Regions from separate parts of the Mus musculus genome. Here region 2 is linked to region 1. The links are chromatin contacts, called in public Hi-C maps. All regions are on one chromosome and are shown on one strand. The core of a region is the stretch at or near the end of the contact, and the rest is flanking DNA. Distances in the headings are between cores, read along the strand shown.

The links. Hi-C and Micro-C count contacts between places; a contact is called where the count stands out from the background.
Region 2: a Hi-C map of Th2 cells shows a contact between it and region 1, with 2.0 times the contacts expected there. The contact joins two enhancer-like sites. A contact is called at or near these places in 1 of 39 promoter capture datasets (macrophages), 6 of 484 Hi-C or Micro-C datasets (Th2 cells, granulosa cells, muscle stem cells and 1 more), 3 of 115 datasets of contacts at active chromatin or transcription factors (CD8 T cells, bone marrow-derived macrophages and embryonic stem cells) and 3 of 9 other capture datasets (adipose tissue, liver and pancreatic islet).

Annotation. Positions count from the first base shown.
Region 1 is chr6:15,642,329-15,648,818 of GRCm38.p6, forward strand. No RefSeq gene overlaps it. Among named protein-coding and RNA genes, the nearest start is that of Gm36352, 5.8 kb to the left of the region's middle. Within about 2 kb of position 2,598, at least 4 of the 459 cell types and tissues checked have an H3K27ac peak or open chromatin away from gene starts, as enhancers often do. A contact at or near this core is called in Th2 cells, where this site is marked.
Region 2 is chr6:15,712,461-15,718,950 of GRCm38.p6, forward strand. No RefSeq gene overlaps it. Among named protein-coding and RNA genes, the nearest start is that of Mdfic, 5.0 kb to the right of the region's middle. Within about 2 kb of position 2,926, at least 30 of the 459 cell types and tissues checked have an H3K27ac peak or open chromatin away from gene starts, as enhancers often do. A contact at or near this core is called in Th2 cells, where this site is marked.

The sequences.
Region 1 (6,490 bases), core at 1,348-3,847:
AAGAAATGTGTGAAGGTGGGCTTTGAGGTCTTATATGCTCAAGCTATGCCCATTGTGACACACAGTCTTCTCCTGCTGCCAGTGGGTCAAGACGTAGAACTCTCAGCTCCTTCTCCAGCACCATGTCTGCTTGCATACACCATGTCCTGCCATGATAATAATGGACTAAATTTCTGAAACTATAAGCCAGCCCCAATTAAATGTTGTCTTTTCTTGACAGGAATAAATTCCCTAATTAAGACACCTGGTGGGTTTAGGTTCTCATTCAAGAAACTAGGCTTTGTGATCCAACACCTCCAGATTCTATTTTAAAACCTAATGTCTCTATAATGGGCTTTAAGATGTTGGCAACATTATTTATTCATTCTAAGCTTTGATTTTACCATCTATTAAATAGCCCAGGCTAGCTGAGCACTATCTAGACAGTAAATACACTATTAATAACCTTAAACTCCTCATCTTTCTATCTCTACTCCCTAAGTGTGGGACTTAGTGGTGTTTATCACTGCTATGTCTCGTTATTATTATTAATTTTTATAATGTACTGTGCCATTTAAAAAAAAGAGATAAGATTCCTAATCCAGTATCTACATTCATCAGAAATATTCCATAATTTGTACATATAAATATATATTTATTTATAAATATATCTATAATTTATAAATATATATGTGTGTATTTATAAATGTATATTTCCTATAAAGCAGTAGAAACAGCAGTAAAACTTAGAAGATGAAATTGTTTGTTGATTCTCCTAATTTATAAGAATCCCATAGCAGATGTGAGTAGTTTCTAAAAACCAAATACTGCTGTTGCTATAGTATAGCTTTCTATGGAAATTCTACATTTAAGAACCAATATTAGTATTTTATTGATTTTTCAGGTGGACCATGAGAAATACCACACAATAATGTGACTATTTCTTTAGCTCTAATAATCTATTCATAGAATAAGGGGTGGGCACAGGTACGTCCACTAAGTTCCCTCCCAGAGCCAACATGGAAGGTTCAAGATGCTCTTATTTGGCTTGTTCATATACACGCATTGTACTAATATTTACAACCTTCATCTGAAATATGGAAGGACAGAAAAGAAAAGTAGCTCTAGACTAAGAGTAGATCTCAATGGTAAAGTGCTTCCTTAGTATACACAGGCCTTTTGGTCAAACCCCAGAACCACACATACATGCCTGTACATGTATGTGCACATGCATGTGCACACACATACACACATGCACACACAGAGGAACTCTGGTTGCTAGAGTAGGAAGACAGTTTAATGAGAAATAGATAAGGTTCCTTGGTCATTCTTGTTGTTTAGGATGACATTGTCTTCTTTATGCTTTAAAGCAGGTTATAGTTTTAGTAAGAGACATGGGTCTCATAGGGCTGTCTGCTATTTACTTGGTGGTGGATATAACACACACACACTTGCTTTTAGTGTGAGCATCAGCTTGCGGTCCCATGGAAATACAATACCCACAGAGTATTATAAGCATGAAATCAAAATGAGCCACAAAACAAAGAACATTACATGTTGAGGGCAACTCCTGACCTTACAAGTTCCCTCCTTGGCTGCAATGGACTTCACTTTTGACACAGAAGTTTAAACAAACAAACAGACAGACAGACAAACAAAATATACACTTATCTATACAGTACAAGCAGAGTATTAAACCAAATAGTGTTCAATGTGATTATTCCTCGTGGTCAGGATGAGGGTCAGGTGTTTTCATATTGTTGGCCTCTTGTCCAAAGAACTGAAATCACGGCTCACATGGGTTTGTAGAAGGCAAAATGACTTTATTCAATGTGGAGGAAAATTAAAGGTTATAAATGGACACACAGTCAAGACTGGAAGCAAGCTAACATGAATGAGAGTACTCGAGGTCTGAATTAGAGTTTAGGACTTCCCTTCATGGGGTTCAAGAGAATGCTGCCAAGGAGCATAGCTGTGATGGATCTGCATTTTGATTGATAGCTTAGGTCAGATATTAATTTTCTCTAATCCATCTGTGCCTTTTCATAACATAAATAATTTTGGTCATATGTATAGATATGGAAGGTAAATAAAGCATTCTCTCTAAATGTTCACTTGAAGGTACAGTTTTACCTTGTTGAATGTGCACCTAAAACTAGTTCATGCCAGATCAGCTTTCCTGTTCTTACTAAGTAATTATCTTGAAAATACACTTGAATAGAAACTGTCTCAGTTTGACTGTTACTAGGAACAGAGAAGTCTCTACTTTTGTTCAGAGATGAGAGCTGTTAGGGTTGGTGTTATGCACTATGTATTCAAATGCTGAGAACTCTGCCCCAAGATCAGGTTGCTGTGTGGACATGGGCATTGTATTGACCAATGTGCTGTACAAAGGCTGCTCAACAGTCACTAATTGGATAACAAAAGGCTATAGCCTGTGACTGGCCAGGAGAGAGAAGAAGTAGAGACTTGAGATGCAGTGAGAGAAGTCTCAGGTAGGGACCATGAGGGAGAGGCAAAGGTAGGGAAGGAGGAGGTTGATGTGAGGGTGGGCCATGAGCAAGTAGCCTACAGAAAACCACCCTGAAGACACACATGGATCCAAGCGAGCACAGCAAGACTCACTTGGTGACTAACATGGGGCCCATGACTGGGATGTAAGTTAGATTAGAAGCTGTCCAACATAGTGTTGACACCATGTTTCTCTGTCTTTTATTTGGAAACTAAAGTGGGGCAGAAAGAATTTCAGATCCCAACCAGTAGAGGACTAGATAGAGAGAGAGGGAGAGAGAGGGAGAGAGAGGGAGAAAGGTGGGGGGGGGGCGAGTGAGAGAGAGGTGGGAGGAGGGAATAGAACATTAGAGACACCATGAGAACAAACCTGGAGCCCAGAGAGCCAAGTTAATACTAAAATGCAAGTATCTTGGAGATTTTGTCAGCAAGGTAGCCAGATTAGCTCAGAGGAATACAATAGATTAATAACTCTTCAGATATTGTGCCATAAAGCTTGATTAAATAAATCATGTAGTCTCTGTTCATTTATTTGAGAGCTAGCTGGGGAAAATTGTCACTTTTAAAACTGCACTAACATTTGATGTCCACTGTCGGGCATAGAATCCAAGCTTAGAAAAGCCCCAGGTAAGAGGCAGTGTGGTTATAGAGAGCAGGTGTCACCTCATGTGAGTCTCTGGTTATAGAGAGCAGGTGTCACTTATCTAAGTCTCTGGGAGGGTCTGGGAGGGTATTTCTTAAGATTATATGATGGGAGAAGGCCTTCCTTCAGAGTGAGAGAGACCACTACAGTTGGTGGCCTACACATAATGAGGTCTAAGGAAAAACAATCTTGCCTGCCTGCCTTTGTTTCTTGCTGGTGAGTGCATCTCCATAGATGTTATCAATGCTATCCTCAATTGTATCAGACTCCAACTTCTATGACTGTGAAAAACTCTCCAGGAATCACTCTAGGCTTCAGGCCAGACTGGAAGAGTTTAGGCAGCCAGCTTAGTGCCTGGGAAGCTAGCTCTCTGCCACTCTAGCTAGCATATGACCACCGAGGAACTATTCAGCCCGTATCACGGAAGAGCCAATCTAATTGCTTTACACCATATATATGCATCGTGTCACTGTTGTGTTTCTAGATAGCATCCTCTGCCTGTTACACATAGTATTCTCCAGTTTGTAACATTAGTATGGGGGTTGGGAAGTTGAGTAAGTGTAAATTAAATGAAGAGTTTGGCATGGGGGTGCATATCTATAATATTAGCTACTAGAAAGGATAGGATAGGTTGCACCTGGCCTTTGCTGTTTCTTGATTCAAGGGCCAATATAGGTACCATAGTGAAACCCTGTCTCAAAGTAAAAATAAATAAGTAAGTAATTAAGTAAATAAATAAATAGAACTAGGGTTGTAGCTCAGTGTCAGAGCATTTGCCTAGCAAACAGTTTTCTGGAATTTATTCTATGTCCAAGATGGTCAAAGAAGAAAAGAAGGAAGGAATAAAGGAAGGAAGGAAGGAAGGAAGGAAGGAAGGAAGGAAGGAAGGAAGGAAGGAAGGAAGGAAGTGAGGAAGCAAGCAAGGGGGAGAAAGTTTGGGGGTTAAGAGAGGTTCATTGCTCAGTGTTAAAGTGCTTAAGTGTGGATCATCCCTAGTTCCCATGTAAAAGCCAGGTGTGATGACAGGTATCTATAACCCCATGGCTAGGGCAGTAGAAACAGGAGGAATCAGGGGTGCAATGGGCAGCTAACATAGCTGCAACAGGAAGCTTCAGGTTCAGTGAAATAACTGGCTTCACAAAATGAGGAAAATAATAAAGACATGAGGCATTGGCCTCTGGCACACACACACACACACACACACACACACACACACAGAGAGAGAGAGAGAGAGAGAGAGAGAGAGAGAGAGAGACAGAGAGACAGAGACAGAGACAGAGACAGAGACAGAGACAGAGACAGAGAGAGAATATATTTTAAAACACAAATAGAAAATAAAATGCTATTTAGACATTCTTATGACTTCTTAGCCTACACTTAACTCTTCATTTTCCAGTGGTTTGACAGTACATATTATTTTTACTCATGTAAAAAAACAGTATAAGAAAAATACTGAACAATATGTTTCACTTTTTAAAACTTTGAAGAGAATGCTTCTTTGAGTTTATCCTGACATCAAGCCTTTGTTCTTTAAATTGTGAGCCAAAAGGCTTGGAAGACAGTACTGCAGAAAGATTGTGTCCCAGTGGTGCACAGGACAGTCACCATCTTCGCTGACTCCCCCTGGCTTCAATACTGTTATCCGAACTCTACACCCTCAGGTCCTTGGTCCTGCTTCTGAATCTATCCTTGTATGCAAAATTTCAGATGGTCCAACTCAGCTCTTTTCTGATACCGTGAGAAACTTCACTGATAGATGTCTGTCTAGAAAGGCTGAATCTTGTTTGCTTTTTTTTCCCTATTGTTTATGTGGTCATGATGTACAGGTGACTCATAAAGTCAAAATGCAGTTTATGCAGTACCAAGAGCATAAAGAGTTAACTATTAGGCAATACTGTATTACAATCCCCACATGTCTTATTGTTTCATTGACATGTAAAGCCTTCCCATCATTACTCTTTGCTGTGTCTGAACAAGGACAAAAACATTTTCTTAAATAATGAATCAGACTTCATCTAGATAGGCTGTATCTCATTATACTGTATTTTTGTATATCTGTCTTTTTAAAAGAGCAAACCTGTTAAATATACTTGACTAGCAATCTCTTTATTGAATCTCATTCAGAGATATCCCTGGATTTTAGTAATATAAACTGTCTGAAAGCCTAATCTAAGTTTGAAACACACTGTAAAATAACACTCTCCACTTCATCAGTGAAAGGCTGGTTGTCGGCATGGATTTACTCATGGACACATAATCATTTCACCGTGAGTGTCAAACATCATGTGCAGGAATGTGGTGTCAACTCTGCCTACTTCAATAGATAATTTTCCCTACTTGAGGCATCTACCATCTCAGTAGCTATATCTTTACCAATGGATTAGTCTTTCTATTCTAGTCACTAAATATAATAAACATGTTTCTCACTGAGATTTTATCAATGTCAAGTAATAAACACAAAATTCTTCAATCTGTCAGGTGGCTAAGGGTTTTCTTTATGTGAGACATAGGCCTGTGCACCTGCAGTTGGAACAGTCAGGAGGTTAAGGCAGAGGGAATGGGATCCCCGTACCAGACAGGGTTGTTTAATAAAACTCAGTCTCAAAAGAAAAACTTTACTTATATTCACATAAAAACAGATAAGCAACATTGAGTGTCTGCTGTTCTAGCTATCTGTGATATTAGTCTGTGCTCACTGATGCTAATTTGAGTCCTCAGATTTAGCACATGCCATTGTTAAACTTAATTTAATGAAATTCTGAACCAATAAATAGTAAACTACTAACAACAAAGAATGAATACTAGGCATCAGGACACAGACAATTAAACAATCTCATTGTTCAGTATAGACATATGTTAAAAAAAAAGAAAAAAATTCTGAGTGAATGTCACTGAGTTTACACTCACAAAAGCCACTCTTGATCTTCGCTTTCTATTTCTCTCTTCATGTCTTACACTGCATGTTGCATAGTATAGTGGCTGATCTTGGTTATTAATTAGTCTACTACTGGAATCAACTGAAACCCAAGTAGTTGGGCACACCTGTGAAGGGTTTTCTTGATTGGATCATTTGAGGTGAGAAGACCTATTCTAAATCTGGGTGTACACTCTGTGTACACTCACACTTGCTGACAAGTTCATCTATACAGTTTCTGAGGAGTTTTTTCACTAGTATTATAACTGACTTCTTTGGGATTCCAATGCGCACTGGAGATCATCTGAGATGTTCAGCCTCTTGGACTGAACAACTACCCAATTCTTTTGCTTCCCACCAGGAGACACCCTTTGGGACTAGCCAAACCATAGCCTGTAAATAGATACATAGATTCATTTTATTGGGTCTATTCCTCTAGAGAA
Region 2 (6,490 bases), core at 1,676-4,175, 70 kb after region 1:
CACACATGCATATTTTAAGATTATTCTGTTCATATTGCACTCCCCTGGAATACATATGCAAGTAAAACACCCTATTTACAGAACTCTGGTTTAGATAGATATGTGAGGTATATAACTTAGATATGAGGGAGCAGACTAAACTCTGTGTCAGAACTAATTTTCAAACTGATTTCTAGAGTCTAACACATAACCTGGATGTAGAGAAATGCCTCATACACATGTAAGGAATAAATGGTGAGGATTAAGTTGTCCATAGGAGGTTTTATAGTGCCATTGTCCTAACTCAAGAACAGCTCTTCACATATATCTTTAGATGTTTGCATCATTCAGGGGGAATGGTTACAGAGCACACTGGGATGTCTATGGCAAAGGGCTTTGATCTAGGGTTAAAGCATTCAATTCTACTGGAAGGCTGACCACCACAGAATGCTTCTTCTCATTTAGATCACTGTGAAATACAAAAACTCTGGCATCAGGATCAACTTGAGATATTTAGAAGAGCAAGTGGGGCAGTGGTACCAGGGGTGCCTAGCTACTTATGAATTTCTAAGCCAGTCAATAAAGGGTGGAGGTGGGGGTGGAGAAACAAACAAGCAAAACAGCAGGGACACAATTCACATTGAAAGCACATCTCCGTAGGCCCTCTGGTATGAGTCTGCATAGGAACCTTGGGCACCCTTATAACTCTCCAGCTAGTAAAGCATCAACAGTGCTCTGGAATTGCAGACGCACACCCAACAGCCCCCTGCAGAGTTCCCACTGAATGCCTTGTAGATCCTGTGTTATTCATGTCCTTAACTGTTGATTAAGTCTGCTTCTCTGGATAAGGTTTCATCTCTGTAGGTGTTGTGTTCCACCCACTTCTCTTGGACACAGAAACCTTTGAATCCTCTAGTCTTCATCTTTACCTCTGATTCTTTGGCTCCGTTCTTATTGCCTGCATCCCTTCTGATCTCCTAATTGAGCATCCCAGTGCTTCTAAACTATTTTATACAGCACACCAGGGTAGTTTTTCAAACATTCTAAGGCCAGTGAGAGGGCTCAGAAGCTAAAAGACCTTGACCCCAAGTTTTGACACCTGAATTTCACTCCACAGCCCCACATGGTTGAACAGGTCCTCTGACCTCCACAGGCTCTTTGAATATGTGAATGCACACACCGCTGCACCCCCAAACACAGAGATGTCATAAAGTCATAATTTACATAGTGCAAGCCAGTGTGCTCTAGTCTGAATGCTTGTGTTATCCCCAGTTTCTTTTACTGAATGCTAATCACCAAGGCATTAGATGACGGGGTGGGGGGTGGGGTGACTTGAGGAGGTGATTAGTTATTGCCATGACAAAACAAGCTGCCATGTCTTTTTATAAGGGCACTAATGTCATGACCTAATTACTTCTGATAATACTGTCCCACTGGAAATTAGGATTTCAACACATGAACTGTAAGGGAAACATAAACATCCCATGACACAGAATGAAAGAATAAAATGTAGGCATTGGGTGGCTCACCAGGAGCCAAGCTAAGTAGTCAGAATGAGCCAATGCAGCAAGAAGAAGGAGATGGGATCCTAGGGACATCTTAGGAGCACACATCCAACTCCTGTTCAGACACCAGGTTTATATATGCTTGGCCTAACAAGTGGCACCATTAAAGGGTGTGGACCTGTTGGAGTAGGTGTGTCTCTGATTTAAGACTTTTATCTGTAGCCTCCCCCAGCCTTGAGTAGGCTGGCTTTGACCTTGCTGCCACTGAGTATGAGACCACCTGGGGTGGAGCCTTCCAACTTAGATGGCTCTATTGTTCTGTCACCTGCTGCTGCTCTGAGCTTTGTATGGCTGCAAGGCCACAGAGAGCTGTATTAGCGCTCTCACAAGATGATTACTCTTGTAATTATTCTAATTACAATATATAGGTGAATTAAAGATTTTAAATTTGCAATCAAACTGCAAGCTGCAGTCAATGGAACATTGGCAATTGGCAATTTTAACTATAATTTAAGTTTTTTAATGCAATGTTAGAATATATATATATATATATATATATATATATATATATATATATATATATATATATAGTTGTATATATATAGTTGTATATATATATACAACTTTTGGTGAGGCTGCTCCTGGCTACAGTGCAGGGCAAACTAAATCAGCCTCTGCTGTGTAAACTGACTAAATCAAGAGATGGAAAGCCAGCAGATAAAGTTTTAGCCATTTTTCTTTTTCAACATGAAACATAAAACAACAGTCATTCATACAACGAAACAAAGACAGACATGAATTGACACATGGACATATATTGGTGCACTAAACACAAACAACACAGAGAAGGTAAAGAACTTGACGTAACCAAATCTAAGAGTGTCTCCTGTAGGGGCCAGAGAGAAGGCCAGACGTCTCCGGATTTCCCTGTGTCCCTGGGAGAGTTCTGAAATCCATTTTCCTTCTCTCTCTCTCTCTCTCTCTCTCTCTCTCTCTCTCTCTCTCTCTCTCTCTCTCTCTCTCTCTCTCCTCTCTCCTCTCCTCTCTCTCTCTTTCCTCTCTCTCTCTCTTTCTTTCTCTTTTCTCTGTTTTTTTTTTTTAATTTTACTAGTTTTATTTTATTATTTTAAACCCTATTCCTCTTGCCTGATGCAGTTCTTGACTGCGGACAAATGCCTGTTTTCTTTTTCACTTTCATTTTCCACTGTCAACCCCTAGCTGATATCAGCACTGGGCCAACATGACTCAGTCTAGCCTGTATCCCTTTGCACTTACTGCAACAATTTTGAAAAGATGAAGTTTAAAGCCAACACTAGCATGAATACAAAGTGTTGCTCACTGTGCCAGATACATCTTCTTCTTTATCTTTCTTGTAGAGCTCTACTACCAAGACAGTGTTCTCTCTGTTGATCCACAGGTACCCAGGTCCCTGTTTGGGCACCACTTGTAGCTTCCTGAGGCCACACTAACTTGGGTTCCTAGTGGGAGGCAGGAGCTGTATGGGAGAGAATGACCAGAGAAATAATGGAGGCCAAGACATGTTTCTGTTCAAAGCCGCCAAAGTTTACTAAGAGTCTGTGCTTATAAAGAGGGGAGGCCCATCCCCCACCAGTCCATTCTTGGTGACTGTGGCCAGCCTGTAGGTGATCTGTTGGATGCTGTCTCTGGAATATCTCAAGGGCCTCTCAGCAGGTGACAGAACAATAGAGCCATCTAAGGAGGAAGGCTCCACCCCAGGTGGTCTCACACTCAGTGGCAGCAAGGTCAAAGCCAGCCTACTCAAGGCTGAGGCTGGTGGTTGCTACACTTATCCTAGCTGCCTGGAAGCCTGTAGTATTCTACTAGCAGCCTTCAGATGAAGATGAGAAGCTCTCAACTCCTTCTGCATCATGTCTGCCTGGATGCTGCCATGTACCCACCTTGATGATAATGGACTGAACCTTTGAACCTGTAAGCCAGCCCCAAATAAATATTGTCCTTTATAAGGACAATCGATACCCATGTCTATCCATCTACTATTATTGAGACTCATAAATAAACTCTAAATAGAAGTTTCTGGCTCTGGCCTCTTTGTTTTAAACTAAACCTATAAAGTCCTTCTTGTTTGAGATTTTGGTGCTATGAGCAAAAGAGACAACAGAAAGATATACATCTATGTCTATGGCTCTTTTAGACAATAAGTAAAATGGGTACTTCTACAGTCAAACTCATATATCAAACCATATTCAAAGTATCCTTCTCTTTCTCTGAGACTTTGTGGATTATTCCCACAGAGAATTCTCAAAGATATCTCTTCTGGCTACCTCTATGTCAAACATCCCCACATGTGGTCCCATTCACAATTTTATATTTATTTATTTATTTATTTATTTATTTATTTATAGGATAGGATAGGATAGGATAGGATAGGATAGGATAGGATAGGATAGGATAGAGTTTATTCAGGGCATGGGAGGAGAGTTAAGAGGGTAGTAGAGACAGAGAAAGCAGAGAGAGGGAGAGAGTAGAGAAGTAGAGGTCGGCCATGACCTCCGGTTGAGGGGGAAGAAAAGCAGGGAGAGAGCAAGAGAGGAACAGGAGACCAAGAGCAGTTTTTATCTTTAATTAGTACCTTTATAAGATTTGCCTTGGTCATGGCATCGGTTCACAGTAGTAAAACCTTAAGTAAGACAAGATTCATGGCATGAGATCTAAGGAGAGAGTTTACAAAGCTGAGCTTGAACGGCAGCTAGGCTAGTGTAAGAAGTTTTTTCTATAACTTGCTTAAAGTACATGACTTCATTACTTTGAGTGTGTATGTGTACAAAAAACAGACCAGAGGCCCCAACCACTATCCTCTGCCCCAACACACACACCCCGATTTTGAGATAGGGTTTCTCATTGATCAGGATCTCCTGTAATTAGGCTGTGTTGTCTGTCCAGTATGCAGCAAGGGTCTGCTGGGATTACAAGCACATGCCCTCATGAATGTCCTTTTAACATGTGTTCTGATGATTGAACTCACCGACTGAGTCATTACCCATTGCTTTGATGTGGGCCTGATGATAGCTGTTTGGTTTGAGACTCTTGGGCAAAGGACTGAGATGAATATTTTTCCTACTAAAGCAGACCTGGCCTACAGGTTCTCCTCAGTCCCTACCTGGTGTACCCTACCCCTAACTGTGAACTTCCCAGCCTTAGGGCTGGGCTATCCTTTCCCCAGAGGCTCTTTCCTATATAATCCACACATTTTGGGCTCCCCGCCCTTCTTTTCATTCTCTCCGCTCCCCCCTTCCTTCCCATAGTGACTCTCCTAGCCTCAGTCCTTGTGTCCAGTGAACTCTCCTGAAAAGAGCTTCCCAATAAACCTGTGTTTAATCTAATCTAATATCTAATCTAATCTAATCTAATCTAATCTAATCTAATCTAATCTGACTTGACTTGGCTCATGCTTTTTAATAGGTAAAATGCTTCTGCTGCTCCAGAGAGGTAAATTAATATTGAAAGTGTTAGTTTTTATTTAATGCATAGTATCTGTGCATTTTCATTCCTTTCCTTTGGAAAAACCTCTGTATCTGCTCTTTCCCACCTATAAGAGACTGTTGTCGGCCCTATTTGCTGTAGTGAGATTTACAGGTTTTAAAGTTACTCCTCCCATCTAGATACACTTCTATAGCCACTAGCCACTCCCTCTCCATGCTCTCCCTCATCCTACTCTCTGGTACTCATAACCCTACGCTTTCGGGAGAGCAATAGTCAATGATTTGGAGCATTTCTCACACACGTGGCACTTTTCCAAATGCTATCGGGATATAACCTTATTAAGTCCTCATAGAGAAGCTCACTCGTCTTCCCTTTGTGAGGCAACCGCAGCGCAGAGCATTTGACTCACGTACTCCAAGTCAACAGGGAGCAAGATGCAGCTTTTGACCAACTTGGTGACTCTACAACACAGTGTCCTGGTTGGTTCCTAATATTTTTACTTGAATTTTATTCCTTCCCTTGCTAGAGCAAGACGCTTATACTTAATCCAAGGAACAGTGGAATATGGAGAAACCCTGCTGTTTAAGGCTGAAGTCTATCTACTATGACCAGATAGCTTCTCTGAGCTCAGCACAAAATGGAGGACTCCCAATTCTCTGACCTTGTCTGGGAAGCCTGATTCCCCACAACTTCTACCTAGGGGAAGGAACGTCCAGTAGTCCTTGGCAGACCTACAAGTTCAGTTTCCTCTTTTCCTCTTGCTCTTTTCCCAATAAGAATCCACCGAGCAAGTACCTGGGGATTCCTGGAATGTCTCTCCATGGAAATGAGCTATTCACAGAACTTTAAAACTTTAGCCAATGATTTTCACTTACCAGGAAAGTGCCTTACCACTCTCCAAAGTTCATATATACCCTTGGTCCACCCCAATAGAGGTATTCACCCAAGCTAAGATTGGCAAAAGAGCTGTTTCATTGAAGATACTCAGAGAAGGCCTTTGCCCAAATGATCTGTAACACTAAGATTCTCAGAGAAGGTCTCTCTCCTTTATCCCAGTTCCCTGACCTCACTCTCCACCCCTCACTCCTGCAGAACTCCACCCATTTGGGAAACTGGCTGGCTGTCCAACATTCATACCATAGTGAAAGAGGATGTTTTATGCTCATCTTATCAGAAAAGTTAGGTATCTTATGTCATGTGTAAAAGTGAAATATGGTGTGCAATTCGATGAAAAAACATTTATTGGGGGAGATGGCTCTGTGGGAGAATGGCTTGTGTGCAAGCCTGAGAAGGTGTGTTGGGAGAGATAGAAGTGTAGCCTTATAATTCTGGTGTTCCTACAGGGAGATGGGTGTTAGAGACATGTAAATAGCTGTAAATTCAGAAGTCTGCATGCTATCCTGGTGTGTGTAGCTAGGGACAATAAGGGCACCCTGTTCAAACAAGGTGAAAGGTAAGGACTGGAGGCCATCCTCTGACCTCCACAAGGGTACCATGTGCTTGTGACAGAATGAACAAACTGAACAAGGAGATAAACAGTAAGG